Linked DNA regions of Mus musculus: region 1 is linked to region 2. The links are chromatin contacts, called in public Hi-C maps. All regions are on one chromosome and are shown on one strand. The core of a region is the stretch at or near the end of the contact, and the rest is flanking DNA. Distances in the headings are between cores, read along the strand shown.

The links. A called contact is a pair of places that touch in the nucleus more often than the background predicts.
Region 1: a contact with region 2 is called in a Hi-C map of adipose-derived mesenchymal stem cells, with 3 times the contacts expected there. The contact joins the promoter of Asah1 here to the enhancer-like site in region 2. A contact is called at or near these places in 1 of 484 Hi-C or Micro-C datasets (adipose-derived mesenchymal stem cells) and 2 of 115 datasets of contacts at active chromatin or transcription factors (both in embryonic stem cells).

Annotation. Positions count from the first base shown.
Region 1 is chr8:41,370,853-41,376,423 of GRCm38.p6, forward strand. It overlaps Asah1 (N-acylsphingosine amidohydrolase 1), which reads right to left and starts at 3,845. Exons shown (of 14, transcript NM_019734.3): 1 at 3,658-3,845. The coding sequence starts at 3,732.
Region 2 is chr8:40,595,421-40,600,810 of GRCm38.p6, forward strand. Mtmr7 (myotubularin related protein 7) reads right to left here. Exons shown (of 14, transcript NM_001040699.1): 4 at 1,863-2,020. Among named protein-coding and RNA genes, the nearest start is that of Mtmr7, 37 kb to the right of the region's middle. Within about 2 kb of position 2,596, at least 82 of the 459 cell types and tissues checked have an H3K27ac peak or open chromatin away from gene starts, as enhancers often do. A contact at or near this core is called in adipose-derived mesenchymal stem cells, where this site is marked.

The DNA.
Region 1 (5,571 bases), core at 2,595-5,094, 780 kb after region 2:
GGAACAGCACTTAGTTAAAAGGACAGATTATGCCTGTGTATTCTTTCCTTTGTAGTCCAGCAATATGGACAAAATCATCTAAGGCTTATGAGATTAATGGAAGCTTTGTGAAAGTCACTGCCAATGCCAACAGTTTCACCACACATATCTGTAGCTGACATCAGTTCATTTTAGCAATTCATTACTCAATCATGTGTTCAGTCACACTTCTGGCTCTGCTCGGGTCTATTACTGAGAGCGTGGTCATTTCTCTGCAGGTCTTTTCCTTCCCATCACTCCTCATCCTGCTGCATTGCCTTTCTGTCACTGTACTACCTACAAGACAAGCAGTAGCTTCCAGTCGCCAGCAGAATGGACACTCCATTCTCAATGGTGTTTAACAGTAACCCCCTCGATCCCTTCCTTGCCCGTCCTGCCATGGGAGCTTGCCCATTTGGGCTGTGCCATTAACTTTGCTGGCCTCTTCTTCACTTGGCACACACATGGGAAACTCACTCAGCTTTTGGCTGCTTCTCATTTTCTCATTTATACTTTTCATAGAAAAGCTTATCCGCTCCAGTGGCTTCAAAGATTACCATTATGCCTAGACTATCAATATCCCGGCTCATTTTCTGGATTTTTCTCTACTAGCTACTTTTCTCTGCACAATATATCTTAATGAACTCTTCATAGATGGAATAGTGAAGAATAACTTAAGATCACCTTCAATTACTTATACTGAAAAAAGCCTCCAACATAAAACTAAAACGCTCAGTCAATGTTCCAAACGAAATAACTCATTTGTCATTTGAAGCTTGTCCTTATCCACACCTATCAAAGGTCATTTTGAAATATATTTGGTTACCACAGGCTACACTACAATAAAAAGTTTAGTTTATTATTCATATAATGATTCAAACTAAAAAAAAAAAACCAAAAAACAATCAAACAAACAAGTCAACAAAACCCCCCAAAATAACTGTCTTCCATTCTGTCAGAAAACAAGGTCCCCAGGCTTCCAGGCAGCTCTTAAAGGGCCTTTTGAAAACTGGGTCCCATGCCGGGTGTGGTGGCACAAGCCTTTAATCCCAGCACTCGGGAGGCAGAGGCAGGCGGATTTCTGAGTTCGAGGCCAGCCTGGTCTACAAAGTGAGGTCCAGGACAGCCAGGGCTGCACAGAGAAACCCTGTCTCGAAAAAAAAAAAAAAAAAAAAAAGAAAACTGGGTCCCAATATCTTCAAGAGAGTGAAAATTTTAACAGTGCCTCCACTCAAAAAGGGTCCCAATTTTTATTTTGTAAGTGAAGATTTTAAAACAAAATAAATCCTCTCCATGTAACACCTGACTTTGTCATTTTAATGAGAGAAAAGCTCAATAACAATAAAATGGCCATAAAACCAAAATATAAGGAAAGTTACTATTTTTGTTTAACTCTTATTTTTTTCTCATTTCAGTTAAGACCTGTGCAAACACTTTTCCAATCAGATTATCAGTAGACCGACTAGATTTTGATATCCACTGTTCCGAGTAAAAAATCATTAAATCAATTGAAGGGTTATTAATTTTTCATATTTTGAAAACAATGAAATATTTTGCTTGGGCTAGTGATATAACTATAAGAACCGTTTGCCAGCCAAGCAGTGGTGTTGCACGCCTTTAATCTCAGCACTTGGGAGGCAGAGGCAGGCGGATTTCTGAGTTTGAGGCCAGCCTAGTCTACAGAGTGAGTTCTAGGACAGCCAGGGCTACACAGAGAAACCCTGTCTTGAAAAAAAATCAGAAAAGAAAAAAAAAAAAAAAAGACCTTTTGCCCAGTATGTGTAAGGTCCTGGGTGAGCACTCTAGCACTGGGGGAAAAAAAACAAAAACAAAAACCAAAACCAAACAAACAACCCTCCCAAAAAAAAACCAAAACCAGATAAAGAAACAAACAACAAGATATCTTCATTTAAAAACAAAGTATTAAGAAAGAATAAAAGCAAACAAACACAAAAATAACAGCTCTAAGGACATGAAACTGCTCTGAGTTCATAGCTGCACATTAACACCTTACAGGCCTATAGGACCCCATGGACTTGTGTTCTGCTCTTGGACACAAAGAGGAATTAAGTACCGCAGAGACAAAGTGAGACAAAGCAAGCTTGTATCATGATTGTGTCTACACACTGATAAAGAGTTACACACTGTGTAACTCAGAACAGCATCTCTTGCTAAATCAAAGGATGCTCTGCTTCTACTCTCTACAACAAATCCTGGGTTACACTCAAATTCTCCAAGTATTTTGTTTAGAATTTGTTGTTACTTAACCCACGGTTGAAAAGGTCTATATCAGTCCCTCACATCAAACACTAGACCTAGTTTGCTCAACCATTATGTGTCCTTTGGTAATCTTTGGGCAAAAAGGCACAAGCTATCAAAATACTTAATTCTTCAACAATTCTTACAATCCCAACCAAGTTTGGTAAATCAATTCTTTATCTACACTAGAGCAAACGTTTTGCTCTTCCTTCAATCTTTTGTACATACTATGTGGGTTTTGGTCACTGAAATTACTCTGTATACCATTCTGCATTCTACTTTGTGTTGTGTGGTGTTTTTCAGACAAGGTTTCTCTGTGTCCATTGTTGTCCTAGAACATTCGCCTACCTCTATCTCCCAAGTGCTGGGATTTAAAGGCGTGTGCCACCCTCTGCCCTGATGTGCATTCTACTTTTATCTACTAAGTATCTATTCTAGTGGCTGGCTAATTTTCTCTCTCTCTCTCTCTCTCTCAAATTCAAAAAAGCATTTCTCCTTCTAGGAATAAAATTAAAAGAACTCCTGCTGCTCCCATTTCCAATGTCTTGCCTCTTTTCAAAATTCTTGTCATCTGGCACAGGTAAGGTGCATCCAGGTTCCTAGTTATCAAATCTGGCAACAAAACAGTCTTCAATTCTATAGCCTTTATAGAATCGATCTATGAAATGTCGCTGTCGGGCTTTGACCTAGAGGCTGAACTTAGAAATGTTTCTGGGAACAACGATGTGACCTCTGGCTACATTTTTCACTCCAGGGCTATACTTCCTCTTCTAGTAAATACAAGAATCATGTTAGTTCCTCACAGTCTCTTGCGGATATATAAAGTCTGTGGCATTGTGACTTGGTCGAGCAGCACCACGGTACAGACAGACATTCCATGCCTGGGCGTGAAGGCCACAGCCAGTACAGCCTTCTTAGGGGGGCGGGGTGGGGGTGGGTTCCCATCATCTGGGCTAAGACTGCATGTGACCCATAGCTTCCTGCGATGGTTTCTTCAGGAAAAAGCACTAGGTAACCAGGCAGAAAATACTACGGCCACCAGTCAATCGTTAGCTTTTTCTCTGGAGAGTTCCGCCTACAGTAGCTGGTAATCTCAAATATAAGATTGGAGAATGCGTGAATCCTACACAGTTGTTCTTGAAAGTTAGAACTTCCCTAAAATGTGTACTCGGTCCATACAGCAGCAAAGCCACTTAGCCCGGGGTTCACAAGCCACATTTGCACCCATACTCCGCGGGACCGAACCAGAGTTCCCCCGACGCCTCACGGAAGATACAGACCGCGAGCAGGTGTCCCTCACCCGCCCCGCCACAGCTGCGCCCACCTCCCCCTGAGCCCGCGCCTGCACCCCCATCTGTGCCTCGGCTGGAGCTCACCCACCGGCGGCACATCCTGTGCCTGGGCGCAGGTGACTGCCGCGGCTAGGACCCAGGTGAGAAGACTTTGGCCCCGCATCTTCCCAGCTGCAAGCGCCGCTCCGAGGGACTCTAGCAGCAGCTGCAGCAGGGACCACCTCCACCAGCAGCAGGCCGCACCCCAACGCGTGATCAGCGACCCTGGGCCACACCATGCACGGCAGGGGACACGCCAGAGATAGAGGCGCCGGGCCGAGTCCCTAGAGCGGAGTCCGCGCACAGGGCCGAGAGGGGCTGCGCCCCCAGCACGCCACGCAGTGGTTTCGTCCAGCCTTAGCCGCACCCCGGGGCGGGACTTCCAGTTTTCCTCTGGCCTTCACTCGTTTGGAGCGCGGGGGCCGGGGCAAGACGCTGGTGCTGGAGGATTTCTGAGGGCGGACGCCGACTGACTCGGGAGAGGTTGGCTCCTAGGCGTCGCGGTTCCTGAGCCCACCAAAGGGACAGAGTTTCAGAGCATAGCGTCAGACCTAGTTTGCCTTCTGGGGAAGGCTGGCTCCAAGTGAGTCACTCAATCCATCCATCCTGCCCGAGGGATCACAACCAGAGAGGACAAGTGTCAGGGTCAGAAGTTTCATCTCTCGGGTACTCTAGGTACTTAAGGCACTGCTAAATCCTAGGATTTAGATTTTAGTTTCTTGCTGTTATGTCCGGGGTTGGAGAGGTTGAAGGGGTGGGACCTTCATCGATGTATTTGTCGCCGCGTTACTCAACTCCTGTTTTCCTTTAGCTCGTGAGAAGCCAGTTGGTCCAGCGGACCTAAACCTAGGACAGGTACTTGGTACTTCATAGTCTACTTTGAAAAGCAGATAAAAGTGAAATACTTGCTTGGCTTTTACCTTGGACAAGGCTCTCCATAATAGGATGAGTTATCTAGAATCCAACAGGAAAAAAATGCCTCTAGATTTACATTTTCTGCTTCGACGACAGGCATCTCAAGAAGTTTGGAGGCTTTTAAAAAAATGCTTCTATAAAACTCACTCAGGACCATTAAAATCCTATTTTAATTCTCACCCCCGACTCCTGTGCTGGGGATCCGAGTATTTTTCCTTTTTGGTGTAAAAAACACCTAAATTTGGAGGCAAATGATAAATAAGTTGGCTTTTGTTTGTTTGTTTTTTGTTTGTTTGTTTTTGAGGAAGTTTAGATGTTGATACACAACACAGGATTAAGAAACACTTAGAGGGCCGGGCGGTGGTGGCGCGTGCCTTTAATCTCAGCACTTGGGAGGCAGAGACAGGCGGATTTCTGAGTTCAAGGCCAGCCTGGTCTACAAATTGAGTTCCAGGACAGCCAAGACTATACAGAGAAACCCTGTCTCAAAAAAAAAAAAAAAACAACAACAACAACAACAAAACAAAACAAAAAAAAACAAACAAACAAAAAAAGAAATCTTACTTAGGTAAGCAAGATTGGAAAATACTTACTTTTTGAAGGGGGACACTGAGGACTGTTTTAGACAGCAACCTGAGGCAGAAAGCTGTCTTCAGTCACTGACTCTGGCGTTTCAAACCTGCCTAGACAAGATAGCAAGATTTCATCTCCAAAATAAAACAAAACAGAATATATCAGGTCTCTGATGCAGAGTTTGAGGAAGCAACAAAAAGGCACAAAGTTCTTCCCTTATGAAACTTACTAGATGGGAAATAGCAAACACCAGGCATGTGAGGTTCATCTGTAAAATAGCAAGCAAAAGCTGTAAATGTTGGGGGATGGGGGGAGGTCGGGCAAGGAGTAGAAGAATGTAGAAGCTAGGAAGGGGATTGGAATTTTTAACATGCAGGCAGGGAAGACATGATTGAAAAGAGGAGGTCTGAACAGTAAGTGGTAGAATTAGTCTGATGGATGCGCAGGAGGATGCGCATCCTGGAGGGAGACAGGG
Region 2 (5,390 bases), core at 1,346-3,845:
AGAAATGGCAAGTGACACACAGCTTTCAGTCTGGGTGATGCAGGGCTCCGGTTACTATGCGCAAATGAGTCACATTGGTGGTTAATTCTAAGGGGAAAGTCATCAAAGCAGCAGCATGGAGAAAGTACCATTCAGTGGCTGTGCTTCACTCTCTCTCTCTCCTTCCTTGTTCAAGGACAGCTGAATAGTTGAGAAACAAAGACATCCGACTTCCTTTATAAAAGTCAGATTCCCCTTCACTCTCTCATCTTTCGGCTAAAACACTTGGTGCAAAAGTTGACTTTAGCAAGAGGGCAATCAGGCTAATGATACTAACCCAGCACTTCATGAAGATTATGTTAGGTATTGTAATTGAGTTTATGCATAATAACAAGGAAGTTTTATTATCATAAGGAACCAACTGTATCTCAAATAACCTGTATCTCTGAGATACTCTGGATAATAGTGAAAACCCACCTGACTTTGGGGCAAGGTTTAGTATCAAACTATAACAATCATAATTAGTAAAGATGTTAGCTGTAGCTCTTACACAGTGTCAAATTTAGACGATTAGCAACATATAAAAGCAGAAATCATGATTAAAATAAATGATTAGAACTGGGATGTAGCTCGGAGGGCAGAGTGTTCCCCTGGCATGTAAGAAGTTCTGGGTTCAATGTCCAGCGCCCCTAAGTCAGGTATGGAAGCACGCGCTATGCCCTAGCACTTTACATGAAGGGGCAGGAGGACCAGGAGTTGAAAGCCATCCTTAAACTCTGAGTTTGAGTTCAGCCAGAACTACCTGAGACTATCTCAAAAAAAAAAAAACCAAAACAAATCATAAATCAAAAGTTCTGAAGGTCAGAAAACATGCTGGGATGTATTCATAATAGCTACATGAGCAATAACAGTATCTATAAATATACACCGAGACAATCTTGTGAAACAAAGAAACAGGAATGTGAAGAGGAGACTCAATGTCACTACGAATGGCCACTAAACATGGGCACTGTTTAAATAAGAAGAGAGGCTGTCAAAGTATGTAACTGTGAAGGAAGGAAGGAAGATAAGACAGAAGAGTGGGCTTGGAGCACATCTCAGTGGTCTGCCATTGGCATGACAGGCACAGAACCCCGGGCTTGAGCCTCAGCATACACACCCACAAACACACTCCAGGGTTAAACTGGAAGAATTACCATCTCTCCCCGCCACCCCCAGTCTCCATCTCCCTGTTCTGGCTAAGTCCCTGGAGCACGAGGAATTAATTGTGACTTGTGAACTCCTCACTGGAGAGAACAAGAGGCTCACTTGGCACTCCTTCCTGGGAGGACAGGCACATTTTTTTTTTCACATCCCTCTAGGGAGCCTCTTGGTGACCTTATGTACCAATTGAGAATACAGTGAGCATATCAAGAGGCTGGTGCCAAACTGCCATCAGGGTCCCTCGGATTTCCACACTAATCGTCCCCTGTGCTATAAAAAGATGTGATGGGAGAATGAGGTCCCAGCCAGCTCTCTCATCAACTGTTGGCCACAAAGTCTGCACTGGGCGGTTCGGAGTTCACAAATGCTCACCCCTTAAGAGGAGGAGTATGGAGGGACGGTCTTGAGGGATTCATTCTAGGTGCAGTTGGAAGAGAAGGGCAGAATGGGCTGGGGACATAGCTACAGTGACAGATTACTCATGTGGCATAAGAGCCTGGGCTCAGTCCCCAGTCCTGGAGGGGGCAGGGACCAGCACAGTGAAAGAAATGGGGACAAGTCAGACTCCATCTACAAAGAGCTACAAAATCTAGAAGAGATAAAGGCTATCCCATGCTAACTGACTTGGTAACCTCATGAGAAGTTAAGTGTTTGTACTCCACTAAAATGGCGCCACTCACTCTGTAGTCTCTATTCACATCGCTGAGCTGCCAATAATTATCAGGGAGGCCCATTCGCTTGTATTCTTCACTAAGGTCAACCAGCAACCAGCCCTGCTCCCGTTCTTCCTTATCCAGCTTGGGGTTGAAGGAAAAGCAGTATAGCTCCTCGTACTTCACTGCAAGAGAAAGAGAGGACAGCCAAGTCAAGCCAGGTCAAAGCCAGAACCCATTTGCCCCAAAACCATTCTGTCCCAGCTGGAGTTCACCATCAGCCTCCCACCCCAGCATGGGGACAAGGGCACCCGGCAATGACAAGAAGGTCTGGAGGCATCTGCATGCAACTCGGAGGAAGCCTCCTTCCCCATGGAAAACACAGTGTCTCCTTGTTGGCAGTTTCTAAAATACATAAAGTATGGAGCATAAAAATAATTAAGAATGTAGGGATTCATCAGACATCTATCGTGTCTGGATTTGGAATGGGTTCTAAGAGATGCTTACAATATTAAGAAAGCAGAAACAAAATAGCTACAAAAGGTATGGATTTTTTCACATGTTTCCATTAAAAAGTCTATTTTTAACAACTACATATAATTGTATTGCTCTTAAGTTATTTATAGGCGTAATTAATAAAACCAGTTTATAATGCACAGCAGCAGCCTGTGCCTGGAGCCGGAACTGAGGGATGGACCAGGAAAGCCTTCCTTCAGCAGCATTGCCAGCCTCACGGTTTCCCTTTTCCCAGTAAAACCTAGCACTTGGCTCTTTTTGCTCTGGCCTTGCCTTATAAGGGAAGTATACAATTCAGCACACTGCCCGACAGAAATATCATGTCGCCCACACCATCATTACAAAACTTCCTGTTTCCACATTAAAAATTAAAAGGAAACTGAAATTAATTTAGTAGTATTTTAATCCACTATAGCTAATATGGTTACTTTAACGTGTATATAGTACAAAATATAGTACAGAATACACATTTTGTTCTGGCTTTTGGGACTCCACATGTAGTTGTATTACTACAGCTCAGGGACAGTTCTGTGGCCAGTGGCTACTGTATTGAAAGTGCAAGTCTTAACTCTTGAGGAGGAGGAAGAGGAGGAAGAAGAAGAGGAAGAGGCCTTGTTTTTATTCTAGATTTTGTTCTAACAGACCAATCCACCCTAGCAGGACACCAATGCTAATCCTCGCTTCAAAGATGGGAAAAGTACAGCAAAGGAGGCTGGGGAGCGGCGCTCACTCAGGGTCACAGAGCTGGGTCACACTCAGCATCATGGTGCCCCACGCACCCACACAGCAGCGCTCAGTTCTTCCCTATTTCCCCTCCTCCACCTAAACTTCCTGTCTCCCTCCTTCCACCATGTGCCTCCGTTTTCCCAGGTCCTCAGTGCTCAGCTTGCTGACAGCCCTCTGTGCAGACAATTTAAGGCTCCTGCAGGCCCTACACAGGATCTGGCCACCAACAAGGAGCCAAGGAAAACTCAGCTGCAAGCTTGTTTTGACTGCTGTTAAGATGACTCACCCACACGAAAGAAGAAAGGCACCGTCATGTTCTGAAGAAAGATAGGGGCGTTTTTAAGGACCCAATTGTTTTCGCCTGACCCATAAGAGGCCCAACTAGACAGACCTCACTCCACTTGAGTGTTCTTGATGTCACTTTTAAACTTTAAAACAGAACAGGCTGTGGATCAGATGAGAAAGGTGCACACTCACTCACAGACGAGACCTGTCCTATGAGCTACTGGGGAACAGCAGAGATGACTGCGGTCCAGTTCTGGGAACAGCTGTTCAACTCTGACCCATCTTTTCCATTACTGAGAACCATTTTTATGACACAGACTTCTGCTGCCATAATGCAGTTAGCAGATGCAATTTGTCAGAGATGCCAAATGGATCTCTTGAGACAACTTCAGCTCCCTGGTGGTAATAATGGAAGTTAAGCTCCCTTTGTTAAACGTTTACAAATGGGTTGAAGGTAGGAAGAGAAAAACTTGGCATGACTGACAGCTCTCTGTATGTGTGCTGATGCTGAACATCAAAACTGCACAAGACCAAGAGCTGTGAGCGGGGCCATCACCCTGGAGCTGGAAGACATTAGCCTAGGTTCACACGGAAATTATAAAATGTTTTCTTTTCTGTGGGGCATTTTTACAGAAAGGGATGCTTAAACAAACTCTCAGGCCCAATTTAAAATTCCATGAGGGCAAGAAAGCCTCCACATCGTTGTTGACCAAACCTGCATCTTGCTAACGTACTGTGCGTAAGTCTCCTATTCAGAAGAACTGCCCACGCTGTACATCGGGGATTACGTAATGTGCGTACCCCAGCACAGATGTAAATTTCACAGACTGGTTCCCATTTCATAACTATGCTTCCTACTCCACTGCTTATCATAAAATCAGACAAAAATTTTAATAGTCACCAGGGAAGGAAGATTTTTTTTTTTAAAAATTGGACTAAAAATGCCTAGGGCTATTGTTTACAGATATAGTCTTTAATTTTTATAATGACAAATTATAGGTATTTACTTATGAGGATCAGTGTGGTGTTGAGATTATTATTATTTCTGTGTGTGTATGTGTGTGTAGTATATGTGTGTATGTGAGTGTATGTATATATGTGTGTATGAGTGTGTGTGTGTTATGTGTGCATGTACGTGTAGTGTATGTGAGTGTGTGTATATATGTATGAGTGTGAGCGTGTATGTGAGTGTATGTTAGTGTATGTATATATGTGTATGCATGAGTGTGTGTGTTATGTGTGCATGTGCGTGTGTGTGAGTAGTATATTCGAGTGTGTGTATATATGTGTGAGCGTGTGTGTGAGTGTATGTGTGCATGTGTGTAGTGTGTGTAGTGTGTGTGTGTGTGTGTATGTGTGCATGTGCATGAGTGTACGTGTGTTGTGTGGGTCCTGGCACAGGCACGGTGGTCTGACAACAACCCTCAGGAGGATCAGGGGAACCAAACTCAGGTGTTCAATCTTGCATAGCAAGCAGTTTGAACCACTGAGTCACCCTGCAAGTCCCGTCAGGATTTTTAATACAAAATGGAAGGATTAAATCAAGGTAATTTACTTGGACATAATAAACAGCTTTGTGATGAGATGTATGAAGTCGTAACAGTGCTGAAATGTATGATACTCATTAATAGCTAGGCTTGTCATGCTATGTAATCAAAAAAAGAAAAAAACAAAAACAAAGAGAATCTGTCTTATTCTTCCTACCTGGGGCTTTGGACTCTTGGATAAGACCTTTCTACTCCCTCCACTTCCCTTGCATGGCCACCGTCCTTTTACCCACGTCTATGGGCCCACCAGTTTTAAACTCCAAACCTACGCAGATATGCCCTATGGTCTTCCTTTAGCTTACTTGATTTCACACACAGTTCTCTATTTGCATCCACACTTTCACAAATGAGAGAATGTTTGCCTTCTTCAGAGCTCAAGATTATCCATCCTGTCCTGCGGGAATCAGAATGTGGAGCGCCTCACAGAGGCTCATGTGTTTAAGTGCTCAGTCACTTGTTGGTGCTGTTGAGGAGACAGAAT